2 separate regions of the Mus musculus genome follow, and region 2 is linked to region 1. The links are chromatin contacts, called in public HiChIP or PLAC-seq maps. All regions are on one chromosome and are shown on one strand. The core of a region is the stretch at or near the end of the contact, and the rest is flanking DNA. Distances in the headings are between cores, read along the strand shown.

Evidence for each region. HiChIP or PLAC-seq counts read pairs in DNA pulled down with a chosen protein or histone mark.
Region 2: a contact with region 1 is called in an H3K27ac HiChIP or PLAC-seq map of embryonic fibroblasts, with 12 read pairs. The contact joins the promoter of Mylk3 here to the enhancer-like site in region 1. A contact is called at or near these places in 1 of 39 promoter capture datasets (erythroid cells), 1 of 484 Hi-C or Micro-C datasets (cardiomyocytes), 3 of 115 datasets of contacts at active chromatin or transcription factors (embryonic fibroblasts and embryonic stem cells) and 2 of 9 other capture datasets (adipose tissue and embryonic stem cells).

What each region holds. Positions count from the first base shown.
Region 1 is chr8:85,327,925-85,330,721 of GRCm38.p6, reverse strand. Mylk3 (myosin light chain kinase 3) reads left to right here. Exons shown (of 13, transcript NM_175441.5): 11 at 2,039-2,191. Among named protein-coding and RNA genes, the nearest start is that of Gm22336, 14 kb to the right of the region's middle. Within about 2 kb of position 1,296, at least 29 of the 459 cell types and tissues checked have an H3K27ac peak or open chromatin away from gene starts, as enhancers often do. A contact at or near this core is called in embryonic fibroblasts, where this site is marked.
Region 2 is chr8:85,363,875-85,366,863 of GRCm38.p6, reverse strand. It overlaps Mylk3 (myosin light chain kinase 3), which reads left to right and starts at 1,540. Exons shown (of 13, transcript NM_175441.5): 1 at 1,540-2,175. The coding sequence starts at 1,690.

The DNA.
Region 1 (2,797 bases), core at 47-2,546:
GAAACAGCTGAGGGGGTGGACTCTAGAATTTGGAGTCAGATATGGTAGGTGGTAGCAAATGATCTCAGGAGAGTCAAATCAGCAGCTTGGTTGGAAGAGGCCAAGTTCTTGGAAGGGAGCTCATTTATACCAATCCTGTGGTTTCAGCATCAGATGAATGAAAATGGGGACATGTCTGCTCCTAAGTATAGTTGAGAAGGTTTTATTGCAGATATGAGGTAGAGCACAGCCAGAGGCATCTGGAAGAGTCCAGACTGAACTAGACCATGAATAGGGGTGGGGAGGCAAAAGAGGAATGGGGGGGGGGCAAGTGGACCAAGGGAGAAGCCAAAGACCAAGAGGCTAAGAGCAAGCCAAGAGACCAAGAAAGCACATGGCAACAAAGACAGTCAAGAGAACATGCAGTCAAAATGGCTGAGTTACATAGGGAAGAGAAGCCAAGACCCTGGGAGGGGAAGGTTTAGGGTTGAGGTCAGGATGAGAAGTGCTGGGAGGAGCCCCAAAATTGAGAAAGACTTGTTTATAGCACAGAAAGGAAATACACATGTACCAGGCTGGGAAACTCTGGAATCCATTGCAGAACATCCCTCAGAGCATTTTTATCAGAGGGGTGAAAGAGTTGGTTCCTAGCAGTTCTTTCTTCTTTGTGGGTTGTTCTTAAGTGTGGGGCCTGAGTCAATTTCCTGATATTTCGGGGTGATAAAAAACAAGCTTCAGTTGGAAAGACATCAAGCAAAGAGATGCAGGTACTGGGTACCAGTCAGAGAAGAGGTACATTAACAGTGTTGTGTGGTTATGTCAAAGAGTGGCTCCTTTTCTCTCTCTGACTGGATTTCCTGAGCTATTTTCTTAAGCCTGTTCTAGTTTCATTCTTGTTGCTGTAATAAGACTTGGATGGAAGCAACTTAGGAGCGGTCAGAGGTTCAGATACTACCAACACTGGGGGGGGGGGGGGGACAGGGCAGGAACTCAAGGAACTTGAAGTGGAAACCACAGAGGAATGCTGCTTTTGGCTCACACACACCCATGCTTAGCTAAGCTTTCTTTGATGGCCCCCAGGGACTACAAAAGGCTTTGTGTTGGCTGTATCCTGCAGGGAAAGTTTAAAGCCTTAGTCAGTCAGCTAGGTTATCTTGCCTCTCTGCCTTAGCCTGAGCCCAGTAAAGCTAATATTTCATGGGCTTCAAGGACAATAGTATCTATTAGAGCCTGAATCAGAGAAATAGAAAGCTGTTTGAACATGGTGGCTGGTGCCTTTAATCCCAAACACTCAGGAGGCAGAGGCCCAAGGATCTCTCTGAGTTCAAGTCCAGCCTGGTATGTCATAATAGTGAGTTTCAGCACACCCAGGGATAACTAGAGAATCCTGTCTCTTTTCTTTTTTCTTTTTTTTTTTTTTTTTTGGTTTTTCGAGACAGGGTTTCTCTGTGTAGCCCTGGCTGTCCTGGAACTCCCTTTGTAGACCAGGCTGGCCTCGAACTCAGAAATCCGCCTGCCTCTGCCTCCCAAGTGCTAGGATTAAAGGCGTGCGCCACCACCGCCCGGCACGAGAATCCTGTCTCAAACAACAGCAAAAGTCAATAAATACAGACCTGATTAGTGGACACATTGTGTTAGAATACACTTTACAGTTACTCTAGAGCAGTGGTTCTCAACCTGTGGGTTTTGACCCCTTTTGGGGGTGGAATAACCCTTTCCCAGGGGTCACCTAAGACCATCAGAAAACACAGATATTTACATTATAATTCATACCAGTAGTGAAATTACAGTTATGAAATAACAATGAAAATAATTTTATGGTTGGGTCACTACAACATGAGCAACTATTAAATGGTGGCATTAGGAAGGCTGAGAGCCATTGCTGTAGAGATAAGGAAAGAGCTGCATGAGATAGGAGATTGTTCAGAATGTCCTCTCCCCCATCTCCCACCTTCATGAGAACATGCGAAGCCAATTTATGCAATGGAGCAGTTACAGAAGTCGAGCTTGTGATACACTGAGCTTGTGATATACTCATGGTCCTTTCTCTTCTCCATAGACTCAGTGGTTTGTCCCCATTTCTAGGGGAGACAGATGCAGAGACCATGAATTTTATTGTGAACTGCAGCTGGGATTTCGATGCTGATACCTTCAAAGGGCTGTCGGAGGAAGCCAAGGACTTTGTTTCCCGGTTACTGGTCAAAGAGAAGAGGTATTTTTACTTGCTGGTCATTCAGTGGCCATTATAATGGGCCCTGATCTGCGTGCTGAGCTAGTATGCTGAATTCTTTCTTCCTGAGAAATTTCTTAGTCTTTTACTTGCTTGGAATATTAAAATGAGCAGCAGCTAGACAGCAGAGTCTTAGAAGAGTTATATCACAAATGAGTTTTATTTCCATGTTACCACTTATAATAAGCTAATGTTGAAAAAAGTTGAGGTATGTAGATATCACCCTTGGAATACAGGTCTGAGTACTTCATTTCTTGGTCACAAAGGCATTCTTAGACTTCAGCAAAGTCTTAGGGTGACTTCTGCTGTGATGAGACACCATGACCAAAAGCAACACGGGGAGGAAAGGGTTTATTTCATTCACAGTTCTGTATAACAGTTCATCATCAAAAGCAGTGAGGGCAGGAACCTGGAGGCAGGAGCTGATGCAGAGGCCATGGGGGGATGCTGCTTACTGACTTGCTCAGCCTGCTTTTTTTTTTTTTTTTTTTTTTAATAGAAGCCAGGACCACCAGCCCAGGGATAGCTGATGCACCACCCACCATAGGCTGGGCACTCCCACATCAATCACTAATCAAGAAAAGGCCC
Region 2 (2,989 bases), core at 291-2,790, 36 kb before region 1:
AGGCCCTGCTATTTCCTTCAAGGGACTGCATGAAAGTTGTCATACTGGCCTGGGACATCCTTGGCACTTTTGTGTCCCATACCAGCTGTGACCTGAATGTGTCCACCTCAGGTGCTGATGCTTCTGTAAGAGTCTGACTCAAGCACAGTATTTTTGAAGTGTTTGAAAAGCACAGAAACACAGGCCTCCTTGTTCTCTGTGACACTAGAGAGCTTGGAACCTGAGACACTGTTGTCTGATTTGTTCATTATCATCATTACAGGGAGCCAGGAGGTCGCTGGTATATGTCGGCAGAGGGTATTTTTTTTTAAAGGAACATGACTTGTGGGGTTGCATTTCGTGAGTACGCTAGATTGTTGTTTCTCAGATCTGTGTTTAGGTAGGGGTCCCACGAGCATGTTTGCTAGAGGCATGAGCTGTAGACTTTCCCCACAGGCAGTCCAAATCCACGTATCATGGACCATCCAAACAGGGAACAGCAACAGAAAGCTCATTTTTAGTTTGCAGACACATTAACATTTCATGATGGTTAAAGGCCGAGCTCGATGGCGGGGCTTCATAGGTTACTCTGCCTTCGTCTTGCCTTGTGTTGGGAATTAAATGTGTGTGTGGCTGTGGGATTCCGTCTCCTCAGCGCCTGGAGTTCTGAAAACCCCTTTGCATAGTCTAGCTGAGGAGATGCTCCCGTAGGGATAATAAATCACAGAGGAGTTTACTTTAAGACAGTTTGTTAGTATGCATACTTTTATCCTTTTTTAGAGATCAAAGTGAATTTGTATGTAAATGAGGACATGTTTTTCTGCATTTTATTCTATTCTATTTTGTTTGTTTGTTTTCAAAACAGGGTTTCTCTGTATAGCCCTGGCTGTCCTGAAATTCTCTCTGTTAGACCAGGCTAGCCTCTAACTCCCAGAAATCAGCCTGCCTCTACCTCTCAATTGCTAGGATTAAAGGCGTGCACCAACAGCACCCTGTTATTTTTCTTTTAAATTAAATTGCAATTATATAATTTCCCTTTTCTTTTTCCTCCATCCAATCCCTCTCAGTTCCTCTCAAATTCGTTTTCTTTATTGTTATTATTATATGTATAAAAACACATAAATCTATAAATACAATTTACTGGTTTATTTAGCGTTAGTTGTATGCATATTATTTCAGGGCCGACCACTTGGTATGGGATAACCAATTAGGGCTCATCCCTGGGGAAGACTAATTCTCAGCTTTCCTTGGTTGTCTCCAGTTCTTTGTTTAAGGGTTGGGTCTCATGGATTCCCCTTCCCTGTTTGCATGTTAAAAGACATTTTTCTTCCATTCTTTAGCAAGAACTATATGAGCCCCAGCCTTCTCTGGGCAGACTCTTAAAATATCTGCAGTCAGCAGCCTCTTAAAGAGGAATGTTAATTGTTACCATGATGTCAAAGAGGCCCCAGGAGAAGGGCCTGGGCCAAACTCAGCCTGTCACTCTCTCAGTGGCTGAGTGCGAGATAGACAAGGCAGAAACACAGAGAACTTGGCCCTCTCCGTTCCCCCAAACAGCTCAGTCAGGAGGGCAGGCTGAGGCTCTGCAGCAAGGCTCTTACCAGCGGAGGACAATGGCCTTCCAGATGTTAGCACCAAAGTGAAAGGCAGATCCGCAGATCCGTGGTGCTGCAGGTTCCTTGCCTTTGTCCTTAGCAAACCCGAATTGGGATGTCAGGAGTTTCAGAGGAGGACCCAGAGGGTCTGGCCCCCCAGGGTCTGCCAGCATTGGGCGGAGCCTGCTTAGCCACCATGGACAAAAAACTTAATGTGCTGACTGAGAAGGTCGACAGACTCTTGCATTTCCAAGAAGATGTCACAGAGAAGCTGCAGTGTGTGTGCCAAGGCATGGATCACCTGGAACAAGATCTGCATCGGCTGGAGGCCTCCCGGGAGTTGAGTCTGGCAGGGTCTGGCAGCACTCCCCCAACCACGGCTCAGGCCGCATGGCCTGAGGTCCTGGAGCTGGTGAGGGCTGTGCGGCAGGAGGGTGCCCAGCATGGTGCCAGGCTCGAAGCCCTCTTCAAGATGGTGGTGGCTGTGGACAGGGCTATTACTTTGGTAGGGTCCACATTCCAGAATTCCAAGGTGGCTGATTTCATCATGCAAGGAACCGTGCCCGGGAGAAAAGGCAGTCTGGCCGATGGCCCGGAGGAGGTTGGTTCTGGATTCCCTGACCTGGCTGGAGTGGTTTCCGGAGACCCTGATGGGGAACTGGGACAGGAAATGGTTCTTAGGAGAGCTGGAGACAGTGTTTCCTTGTGTATTCTGTGTCTTGTTGTAGAGGAAATGAAAGGTGGAAATTTAAAGACCATAGATGGATTTCCACATAGTCCAGTGATCCCCACTCTCTTCAAAAACAAAAAGAATGAGGTGGTGATCCAGTCAGAATGGATCCTTGGGCAACTCCAGGCAACCGACCGAGACATGAGGGACAAACTAGCTGTGAGAGTGCTGAGGTCTGAGCTCAGGGAGAGGAAGGAGAGGAGAAAGAGGGAATGGGGAGCGGTGCTGATTTAATGACTTGTAGAGCTGTCGGGTCAAGTGCTCTCTCTCTTTGTCTGAGGATTCACATCATTCTAACTTCTTTCCTCTATTTCCCTTTTCATTTTTTCCTTCTCCCGACTAGAGAGCCTGAACCCAGTCTTGTAGTTACTAAAGCTACATCCTCAAGGCTTTGAACATTGTTAATAATTTCTTTTATAAATAATTTACATAAATTTTATGAATCCTGGATCATTAGTTCCAACCCCTGTTTCCTTAAAACAGAAACTAAGCACAAAGCAAAAGCACATTTCCTTATAGTTTTTACATGACCTGCTCTTCACGGGAGGCTGGGCACGGTGCTCTCGGTTTCCTAGTACTGCAGACAGCAGCCTTTAGTAACTACTTTCATGTAAGAACAGAAGGTGACAGACTACTAACGGATGGAATATGGTTTAAAACCTTTTACATTTTCAGTGAACTGCCT